4 separate regions of the Zea mays genome follow, and all the other regions are linked to region 4. The links are chromatin contacts, called in public Hi-C maps. All regions are on one chromosome and are shown on one strand. The core of a region is the stretch at or near the end of the contact, and the rest is flanking DNA. Distances in the headings are between cores, read along the strand shown.

Evidence for each region. Hi-C and Micro-C count contacts between places; a contact is called where the count stands out from the background.
Region 1: a Hi-C map of tassel shows a contact between it and region 4, with 3 times the contacts expected there. The contact joins the enhancer-like site here to the promoter of LOC103637626 in region 4. A contact is called at or near these places in 2 of 25 Hi-C or Micro-C datasets (ear and tassel).
Region 2: a Hi-C map of ear shows a contact between it and region 4, with 1.9 times the contacts expected there. The contact joins the promoter of LOC103637625 here to the promoter of LOC103637626 in region 4. A contact is called at or near these places in 2 of 25 Hi-C or Micro-C datasets (ear and tassel).
Region 3: a contact with region 4 is called in a Hi-C map of ear, with 2.9 times the contacts expected there. The contact joins the enhancer-like site here to the promoter of LOC103637626 in region 4. A contact is called at or near these places in 2 of 25 Hi-C or Micro-C datasets (ear and tassel).

What each region holds. Positions count from the first base shown.
Region 1 is chr1:88,913,075-88,915,979 of Zm-B73-REFERENCE-NAM-5.0, reverse strand. No RefSeq gene overlaps it. Among protein-coding and RNA genes, the nearest start is that of LOC109943654, 22 kb to the left of the region's middle. Within about 2 kb of position 1,324, at least 12 of the 20 cell types and tissues checked have an H3K27ac peak or open chromatin away from gene starts, as enhancers often do. A contact at or near this core is called in tassel, where this site is marked.
Region 2 is chr1:88,832,579-88,835,278 of Zm-B73-REFERENCE-NAM-5.0, reverse strand. LOC103637625 (silicon efflux transporter LSI3) reads left to right here and starts at 1,394. Exons shown (of 3, transcript XM_008659936.4): 1 at 1,394-2,652. The coding sequence starts at 1,618.
Region 3 is chr1:88,875,758-88,878,591 of Zm-B73-REFERENCE-NAM-5.0, reverse strand. No RefSeq gene overlaps it. Among protein-coding and RNA genes, the nearest start is that of LOC103637625, 43 kb to the right of the region's middle. Within about 2 kb of position 1,386, at least 18 of the 20 cell types and tissues checked have an H3K27ac peak or open chromatin away from gene starts, as enhancers often do. A contact at or near this core is called in ear and tassel, where this site is marked.
Region 4 is chr1:89,050,467-89,053,166 of Zm-B73-REFERENCE-NAM-5.0, reverse strand. LOC103637626 (translocase of chloroplast 120, chloroplastic) reads left to right here and starts at 1,448. Exons shown (of 2, transcript XM_008659946.4): 1 at 1,448-1,713; 2 at 1,843-2,700. The coding sequence starts at 1,878.

The sequences.
Region 1 (2,905 bases), core at 75-2,574, 140 kb after region 4:
GGGGCCGCTCGCTTCCCTCACCCGCGTGGACGCTTGTAACCCCCCTACTACAAGCGCACCCGACCTGGGCGCGGGACGAACACGAAGGCCGCGGGATCTCCACCTCTCTTCACGCCCGTCTCCGGCCACCTCGCTCTCCCCCCTTCGCGCTCGCCCACGCGCTCGACCCATCTGGCTGGGGCACGCGGCACACTCACTCGTCGGGTCAGGGACCCCCCGGTCTCGAAACGCCGACATATATATATATATATATATATATATATATATATATATATATATATATATATATATATATATATATATATATATATATATATATATATATATATATATATATATATATATATATATATATAACCGGTGTCGTTTGAATCTTTAGGCCACTTATCATTGAGAAATGCCGGTGGCTAAAATGATCTCTTGTGCTATAATTGTCACCTAAGGATATGGGGCTTTAGCTAATGCACTAATGTATATTGGGTTGATTCTAGATTTCTCAAATAGAGAACAAACACGAGTTCAACCGAAAAGTGGGATCCCGCAAAAACAGACGAGATGGACCCTCTTTTGTTTCCACCCAATTATCTGATTTTCCGTAAATTCATAAACATACTATTCAAATGTAAAAAACGAATGAAAAATTACACGTCCTTTTTTAACCCTACCGAAGTCGCCCACGCCTAGGCGTGCCCCCTCTTCTCGCACCGTTGATGAGCTAGTGGACCATGCAGGGCCCTCCTATCATGCCCCACCTTTCACCTCTCATGCTGAGGACCTCCATCGACATGAATTTGAGGCCAAACCCTCAAATCCTCGATGTTCATGGCCATCTCCTATTTAATGCCCCCTCAAGCACGCTCTGCATTTTGTGGCCGATGGATCGTGATTCGCAGTCCATTTTTTTCTTCTCTCCGTCATGACTGGCTTATTCAGTACCGCCGGCAGACTCGAGCTCACCGTGAGCCTGCTCTCGTCTAGTCGTCTCTGACTCCAATGGCAACGAAGCCGCTAACAAATCACTACCTCACCGGGGAAGCGCCTATCCTGACATTGCTGGAAATGAAAGAAAGCATGTGACATGGCTTGTACCTTGTACGATGGATTCTGTCTTAGCTACAAAAAGAACTCTATTTGGAGCGTGTCTGAATGCTCTTTTAACCAGCCACTACAGTGAAACATGGCATTTCCGACCGGCTAAAGCCGTCGAACATAAGTCCTAAGCCGTCGGATATAAGCTATTTACGACGGTACATGTCCCTCGACCGTAAAGGGTTGGAAATACCCTTATTTCCGACGGCGACCGTCGGACATAGACTATATCTGACGGCCACTTTCGGCCGTCGGGGTTTATCCCCGGTAACAGTTTTAACGGCCGTCGGTGGGCCCACGTCTATAATGTTCGACGGTCCCGCCAAGCCGTCGGATATAAAGGTATTTTACTGTTGGATATAACGGCAGCCGTCGGATATAACAAAGTCGTCGAAATTGTATCATTTTACTGTTGTGAGCTGGAAACGAAAAGCAAGCACGAAAGTGGCAGCAAGTATTGTTTCTCTTTCACATAGGAACGTAGCCAAATTCGAAATCCAACCTATAACATGAAAGATGTGGAGTATAGTATTGTATACCTAAAAGTCCAAACCATACAAAAGTTCAGCATACAATGTTTCATCCTTTTCCTTTCGGAGCCAGCTAATAATAGCAGTAGTGCGGTGCGAGACGGAGATCGAGAAGCACGACAAGAGGCGCCGTGAAAACGGAAAAGGTGGGACGCGCATTTGGCCAACAAAGCAAATTGGATACTAGCGCTAGCGCATCAGGCTCAGCCTCAGCCCCAGCCCATGCTCGGAGGCTTATACCGTGTGTTGGTTGCCAACACTGTTTCGCTCTGCATCACCTAGGCTTACCGTGTGATCGGTTGCCCACACTGTCTCACTCTGCATCACCACCGGCGTTGATTCTATCTGAACACCTGTTTGATTGCGTGCCCTATTTCCTATCTTAACAATATTTTGCACGATTTGCTATGGACAGAACCTTGGAGCTTCCCATATAGGACCACTGGTAGAAAAATGTTTAATATTTAAAGCCTACGGTGCGGTATATATTTTTGTCGACAAAACAAAGTATAACCGGGAATATGATGCACTGTAAAGCTCATGCCCATCACATAGACTGTCAGTTAAGATAAAAAGTTTGCAGCCACGGATAGGGCTTCCAGGCCATGTCATTTGTTGTTATTTCATGTCACTACTATATGTTCTGTCGGTCAACGTGCAACAATAGGGAGCCTAGCTTGCAGAGGTAACTGGCTGCTAAAGTTCTCTCTCACCTAATCTTCGCACTACGAGTAGTTAACTCTTGCGTCGCTAATAAAGGCTCTCTCCCAAATAGAGCTATAAGTTATCGATTGGACCTGTCCACTTGTCCTTGAAGGACAGCAGGTATGTTGCTAGGTAGTAGTATAACCTGAAAGCGAAATAATCTACGCAATGTCTTTTGCATTGGCCAAATACATGTACATATAGAGTACAACTGGAAAAAGAATTGGATCGAATCTAATCCTAGTCGTACTAAATATAGTGTTTTTCAGTTACAAAACTTGTCATCACTACTATAGAATTAGACATCTATATATACTGGTTGGAACTGGATACCAATGAGATGGCCAAACAGGCGGCCCGGCCCGGCACGGCACTGGCACGGCCAGGCACGGCACGGTTAGGGCACGACTCGTTTAGCACGATTATTAGGCGTGCCGTGCCGGCACGGCACTAGTGTCTGAACCCGGGCCCAGGCACGACACTAAGGTTCCTTAGCCGTGCCGTGCCGGCACGGTAGACTCGTTTAGCCCATTTAGCCCGTTTAGCACTACACCACAGAATTTTAGTCAGACATTCACAAA
Region 2 (2,700 bases), core at 145-2,644, 220 kb after region 4:
TACCACATATTGCGCCAGCTCACGATCTTGAACGTACTAGCACGTTTGGAGTAATTAGGACCCCGATCCCGCTTAAATTATAAGTATGCCATATGTCATTGTTATTATTGCAAAACATTGTCACTTATATACATCGTAAGATGTAAGAAATCATTATATGTACTTCAAAATTAACACATTTGTGCAACGACTGATATCTTGACAAGATAATTATTTCTTTTAGCATTAACTAGTACGTGAAAATATTGCCATGTGCAAGTTTAATGGGTCCATATGGGATTGAGGATGGGGAATGCTTCTTGTCCCTATCCCCATTTACCCTCGTGAAACGTGTATTCTCCGTTTAATCTCCATAGGTAATCTTCATAGGGGAAGAAACCTGTCCATCCCTATATCGTAACGGAGAAATTCTCCGCGGTAAATTGGGGAACGGGTCCTTAGGCTATCCGCACTCATACTACCCTATTTCTCTACCCTAAAAGGAATATTCCATCCTGGTCAGCGAGGTTTTTTACTATATTCAACAATTCTTCACGGTCACAATTACTCTATATATATCTACCCTATACCAACTATCACATATTCTATTATTATTTATTTTTCACCTCTATCCTATCCATACCCAGCTGCCAGCCAACGAGGAGAGGAGAGAGATTATAAAGTTGAAGAAAAGGGTGCGCTAGATATAAGGTTCTCCTAGCCAACCGTAAGCTTACAGTAGTGCTTCCAGTCCACCGTTGCAGCTGTCCTCGCGCTGTAAATATTTAAGGTTGGTGCTTACAGTCACCAGTGCGGACAGCCTTATTGCCATTTGTAGACGAGGTGCCCCGTTGCGGCAGTTTCTCTACTGCATACGTTGGTAGCGTTCGGTTTTCAGTCCTCGATGCGGGTAGTCTTAGCGTGGAAGCAGTCGTAGGCAACAGTGGACGAAGCGGTGGCCGCGAGCGCGAGGTGGTTCAGCGCAGCGGGACACGAGAGAGGGGGTGGGCATTAAAGAAGGTAAGGCTATCCGCAACCGTTACCACTAAATTTTTTCTCGTATATCACTTTTCCCCCTATTTTCCCCCTATTTTTTCATCTCTCGCAGCGGTTCCCTCTAAATACTCCCCTATACCCCACTACAACTATAAAATATCATTATCTATTTGAACTATCAATTTTTTATCTACTAATAATTACTCGTGGACCTACAGCACAGTGTTTAGGGTGATAAACAGTGACACGCTAGATCTAGAGGGAGAGAGAGAAGGGGGCCGACGCGTAGAGGACGCTGTAGGGGGCACCGCTGCGGGCGTAGGGTGCCCCCTACAGCCGCCATGTAAGGGGAGGGAGATGGCTAGCGTGTACCGCTGCGCACAGCCTAATGGCTACAAGTTGGATCAAGAGATCCGATATAACTTTATACCAAGAAAAATCTCGAGCGCCAACAGACCTCGGACACTATAGCTCCTTCTGTAGGTAGCCCCCACACCGAGATATTTGACGTCACCTGGAGAGCATGCAGGGTCTTGCTCTGCCACTACATAAACCTCAGGCGAGGCACCCCTCTGCTTCGTCGAGCTCAAAGCAGAGAGTGGTCGCAACAAGGTGAGTTCCATTCCATCCCATCCATCAGCCATGTCGCAGCTGGCGCCTCTGCCCAAGGTGGTGATGGGTTCGCTGGCGTTCGGCGTGTTCTGGATGCTGGCGGTGTTCCCCTCGGTGCCGTTCCTGCCGATCGGGCGCACGGCGGGGGCGCTGCTGGGCGCGGTGCTGATGATCGTGTTCCACGTGATCAGCGCCGACGACGCGTACGCCTCCATCGACCTCCCGATCCTGGGCCTGCTGTTCGCCACCATGGTGGTGGGCGGCTACCTCAAGGGCGCCGGCATGTTCAAGCACCTGGGCAAGCTGCTGGCGTGGCGGAGCCAGGGCGGCCGCGACCTGCTGTGCCGCGTCTGCGTCGTCACCGCGCTCGCCAGCGCGCTATTCACCAACGACACCTGCTGCGTCGTGCTCACCGAGTTCGTGCTGGAGCTGGCCGCCGAGCGCAACCTCCCCGCCAAGCCATTCCTGCTGGCGCTCGCCACCAGCGCCAACATCGGCTCCAGCGCCACGCCCATCGGCAACCCGCAGAACCTGGTCATCGCCTTCAACAGCAAGATCACCTTCCTCAGCTTCTTCTTCGGCATCCTGCCCGCCATGCTGGCCGGGATGGGCGTCAACACGGTCATGCTGCTCTGCATGTACTGGAACGACCTCGAGGGCGCCGCCGCATGCGGCAGCCCCGATGATGAGAAGGAGATGGAGGCCGTCGAGGAAGGGCGGTCGCCGGCCTCGGTGCTCTCGCTCAAGAGTAGCCCCACCGCCGCCCAGCACGTCGCCCTGCGCCAGCGCCAGAACGGCAACGGCAACGGCCACGGCCACGGCCACGACGCGGACGATGACGACCCCGACTCCATGATGTCAGAGAACATCCCGACAAAGCACCGGTGGTTCATGCAGTGCTCGGAGCACCGGCGTAAGCTGTTCCTCAAGAGCTTCGCGTACGTCGTCACCGTTGGCATGCTCGTGGCATACATGCTCGGCCTCAACATGTCGTGGACCGCCATTACCACCGCCATCGCGCTCGTCGTCGTTGACTTCCGCGACGCCGAGCCGTGCCTCGACAAGGTACGTAACTAAGCTTGCTCACGTCGCAAGAGGAGGAATGGAATGGTA
Region 3 (2,834 bases), core at 137-2,636, 170 kb after region 4:
TTCGCAAAATCTTAACCTTGTAGAAATGTCATGAACAACATGATCATAATCAGCCACAGATTTGAAATCTTGTAGGCGAAGGTGATTCCATTCATGCTGAGCATCAGGAAATATAATTTCCTTCTGTTGTTCATAACGTTCTTTCAAGGAGACCCACAGGACACGAGGATTTTCCTCCAAAAGATACTCTTTTTTGAGATCCTTATGGATGGAAGTGCGTAACAAGAGTAAAGCTGTGTACTTCATCACATCAGATATAGGTTGAGCATTTGGCTCTGGTTCACTGATAGTACTTAAAATTCCCCGAGAGGCGAAACCGATCTTGATATCGGATGCCCATGCAGGATAGTTGATGCCATCAAGGGCGAGTTCTTCAAACTCTTTTGGCCCTTGCATGGTACCTGCAAATCATAACCATCGGTTTATTAATTTACCACGCATGGTAAAATTAAGCAAACCCAAATGGTAGTTGTTGTAATAAGATCATAACCCATATCTCAAATTTAGATACTCGAAGGTGTTCCATCCTTCGAAAATTACATGTTCACACAGAGTGTAACATATAATCAGGGTAGTCTCCAAATGTTTTAGAGTAGACCCAATATCATAACCATTCTTTTTAAATGAACATGTATAGGTAATCACCATGTTAATACATAGCGTAGACCTCTTAGTGACAGGCGAAATTAATCGCTGCATTAGGCACGGTCTCTAGGCAGGATTATTCATGAGAATAAAACGCAGCCAATGCCTATGACTCTATCACCTTATGTTCACCTTTAAAAATAATGGGTGATATGTGTAAAATATTGCAAAATTTAACAACATGTCTCAATATTAGATACTTGAAGGTGTTACATCCTTCCAAAATTACATGTTCCCACAGAGTGTAACATATAATTAGGGTAGTCTCCAAATATTTGGAGTAGACCAAGCATCATAACCATTATATTTAAAATGAACACGTGTAGGTAATCACTATGTTGCTACATAGTGTAGACCTCTCAGTGACAGGCGGAATTAATCGCTGCATTAGACATGGTCTCTGGGCAGAATTATTCATGAGAATAAAACGCAGCCAATGTCTATGTCTCTATCACCTTATGTTCACATTAAAAATAATGGGTTGAATATTTGATAAATTATGCAGAATGCGAATCCATTTTAAACTAAAAGGATTCGTCATACATATGAAAAAAAAAATAAACATATGTAGATTAAATAGGAACACATTTATATTGTATGGTCCAAACATCCGTAATGCATGAGGAAACTAGTACGAGACTTGAAAAGAAAAAAAAAACAAACAACTAGTATGTACTATTCGGCTCGGCCAAACAAGTAGCCCAGCCATACCCAAGCATGATAGGCCCATATACGACTATACGAGCATCACCCACGACGCATCACAGATATAAATGGACACAGGCTCGACAGGGTTAGGGATTAACCCTAGACACATGCCGCCGCCACACCAGAGAATCACCAGTTGCCGGACCCCAGTTGCTGTTCACAGCATCCGCCCGCCGCCGCCATTTGCAGCAGCAGTGCCAACGCCGTTCTCTGCAGTAACTGTGCCACGGTTGCTCCTTGCAGCAGCGCCTCCGCGCGGTCTGCCGCCATGTGCTGCCATCTTCACGCCCTCCTCCGGCAACGATGCACCAGCGTCCACGGGCCCGAAGCCATTGGGAAGTCCCGGCACATGCCCGGTGCGGATCCAGCCGCGGCTTGGAGCCGCCGTCGCGCCCGCGGTATCGCTCATCGGAGCCCTCCGTGGGGAAACCACCTCAGTGGTTACCGCCGCGGCAGGAGGAGGCGTCGTCTCTGGCGGTGGAATGTTCCACCCGTGCACCGGGCAAAACCCCGGCGGAAACTCAGTACCAGCAGGATATGCCATCGGTGGTGGGATGACCTGCAGCGGCACCGGCTGGAGGAAGTCCGTCGGTACGGGTACGTAAACCGTCTCCGTGGCCCTCGGCACGCGCACACGACGATGATGAAGCCCTGCAACGCCGCTGCGGAGGAGGCTGCGCCGTATGGCGGCCCGGAGACGAGCGCGAGCCAGGATGCCGAAGCGGTTCCCACGACGGAACTCGCGAACCACAGCCGCTGTCACCATGGAAACCACAAGGTTGATGTTCGGCATCTCACCTTTCTGGTTCTTCACGAACTCCTCTACTGCGTTGGTTGCTTCTCTTGGTTCGAGCGAAGTGCTGATAACGTGTTTGAGGAAATGACGAAATGGAGAGAACTAAACTTTCATTAATGACTGTGTACACATATATATACATCTTGAACAGACGTGAAAGTGCTATCTCAGACAGACACAGCCCTTCACCTGTTAACTGCTAATCTATATTAATGGACGAGATTAATCCACGTCACTGATCCTCAACACCCTACACAAATATTTCCTTTTGGCTGTTGTCTCCGCTGTCTGAATGCCAGTGGCACGAGACCACGCCGCGTGCTAACAATAATTTGGACACTAGTTTTATTTTTCTTGCATGGCTTGGGATGTAATCACGCACTAACGTATAATCACTTTTGACTGCATGCGCTGGCAGGTGCGTGTTGGACATTGCTCTGGTCATAATATGATGGTGGGTGGGCTAGGAGGTGTGATATGAGTGAGATGGTAAATGAAAAAAAAAATATTCAGGACATATTCATAAGGTAACAATTTGGCTAGCAACTTGAGTATACCTTATGGAGGATATAACAGTAAAAAGTACTCCGCTGGACTTAATTTGGATTGCCCCATTTATTTCCAATCAAATCAATAAATCACAAGGCTCATGGTTAGTGCTATGAATTACTCGGATCCATCTATT
Region 4 (2,700 bases), core at 199-2,698:
CAGGAAGATGAGGAGGCAGGCGACGTAGTGGTTCGAGTTCGAGTTGAGTCCCAGGTTCACGAAACAATTCATACAGCAGCGCAGCCGAATCGCCGCAGCCCTGCAAGGAATTCACGGTCCCCTTCACGATAAAAGTACGACTCATACTTTATTATTAGTATATATGGTAGAATACTTCTAAAAATAAATTTTATAAATATGTGTATACTTTTTACTCTGTAGTTCGATGTGACATATACTAAACTTTAGCCCATATAACCGAACATATTTTAGTCTTTCCCCTCCTATACAAAGAGGCACCATCCCTCCTTGCAGGATTTGAACTATGATTGTTGGCTTCAAACGGTCAAAACCACATTCACACATGTCTAGCCAACAGAACATACATATCTTTGTGTTTTATATTTTATACTCAAACATAAATAAAAATTGTATATCTTATTTGTACCCAACAGAACATAAAAATTTTACTCTTTAAGTTATCATTTGGAGAAGCATTTGCATAAAAACCACTTTCTATATCTTTTTAATCTCCAACAACCTTTCTATATCTTATTTGTACTATAGAGAGCCACTCATGTTTTCTGTATTTGGATAGCGAGAAAATCGAAATAGAAGATGGCTATATTTAGATAACCATTTAGATAAGTTGTTAGAAGATATTTTTTACAAAAATCTCTATTCATATAAATTAGGAAGAATATAGAGAGCCTCTTGGAGTTGCTCTTATAAGTCTATTCAACTTTCTTAAAAAACCAAATTTGATTAAATTTATATAATAAAATAATAATATTTATGATACCAAATTAAATTATTTATTTAGTATATTTACATAGTATATATATTTGATGTTATAAATCTTTATAATTCTCTATATAACTTTGATCAATTTTAAAATACTTTGATTCTCTGCAATGCCTTATAACAGACAAAGTACTACGTAAATCTAACAATATAAGGTTGTCTCCGGCGGCTATCCTATCACTTGCCTTATTTTTTTTTTAATTTTACTCTGCAAACAGTGCAATCTACCGTGCAAATATATACAATGCAAATCTCCTATTTTACACGATATTTTACACGATAAGTAGCTAACCACAGCCTCTAACAAGAACCTGTCAAATATGTCCAAGCAGATAATGGAAGAGACACTTGCCTGCATAACCTGATGTTTATGAATGCATGTAGTTATCGTAGGACAATATGAAAGCGCCAAGATAAGCATTTGGTCGACTTGTGTTTATGAATGCATATAGTTATCGTAGGACAATATGAAAGCGCCAAGATAAGCATTTGGTCGCCTTGAGTTTTCATTTGTGGTATTATATTTCATTTGAAAATAATTACATTACTGCAAAATTGTTTTCGCGATTCTAAATTTATTCTTTGAGTCAGCGGGCCCGAATTTCCTTTTAAAAAGCTGGGCCCGTAATTAGCTGACTGCTTCAGGCCACGGTGAATTGGCCCCGCAGATCTCCAGGGTTTTAGCAGAGCCCAGTAAAATCGGCGGAGGCATCCAATCCGGCTTGCGAGTTTGCGACTTCTTTCTATTCTCTCTATCGCCGCTGCCTCTCTCTCCCTCCTTCCTTTTCCTGGTCGCGACAGCGCCGCGCTAATCGATCCCTTTTGCCCACGCCGCCGTTGCCTCCAACTCCAACCAGGTTGGTTTGGTAGCCGCCACCTCCTTCCGGATCCGTTCACCACAATCTTTTTGTATGTATTTTTGTCTAGATAGATTGTTCCAGTCCCCGTCCGCTTGCAATTGAACGTCTGTATGTTTGTTTTTTTTACCTCCTGTTGTTGTCGTTTGATCCGTTCCGTTTCCTCTTGATGTCGGACTAGGGTTTCGCTCCTTCCGCAGCCGTCGGGTGTGATCCATGGAGAACGGCGGTGGCGTCGGTGAAGGGCGCTCGGAGAATCGGGCGGGCGAGAACGGCGGAGTCGCCGAGGCAGCCACTGCGGCGGATGAGGGAGATTGTGATGTGGTGGTGGAGGGCGGAGATGAAGGGGACATGCCGCCCGGTGCGGTGGCGGCGGGCGATCACCAGCCAATGGTGACGCCGAACACCAGAGCGGTGCTGGAAACAGGACAGCTTGCGGCAGACAAGTGGGACGAGGACGATACTCCCCGTTTCATTGACGTGGAGGAAAGCTTTGCCGATGATGTGAATCAAGATCACGTGGAGGAGAATGCCATGGGGCAATCGATCAGGGAATACGTGACCGCAGCTGTTTTGGCTGATCGTAAAAAGGAGAGGTTAGACAAGGACCATAACTTTTTTGCAACTCGTGATAACAAGGCTGAGGTCGCTGCACAATCTGGGAGCGAGTATGAAGATGTAAAAGATGGTACTTTGGTGTATCAAAGCAAAGAGCAGCCAGGGACGAGCACGGAAGATATTGCTTCCTCACATAGCAGGCCAGGGACAGTCACACATTCTGCAGCTGAGCCTGCTGTTGCCATTGAGGAATTGGATGACTCAAGCTCCTCAGCTGATGAGAATACCGCCACCTCTGCTCCTCCTGCACAATTCTCAAGCGGTAGTTCTACACCTGCGCAATCCAGCAGTGCTGCTTCTGCTCGTTCTACTAATGGTCCCTCTTTGCCATCTCGTCCTGCTGGCCTTGGATCATCGTCTTCCCTGTCACAGCCTCCTGCTCGTTCTGTTCAACAGGTCCATGCCAACAGGCCAGCCATTG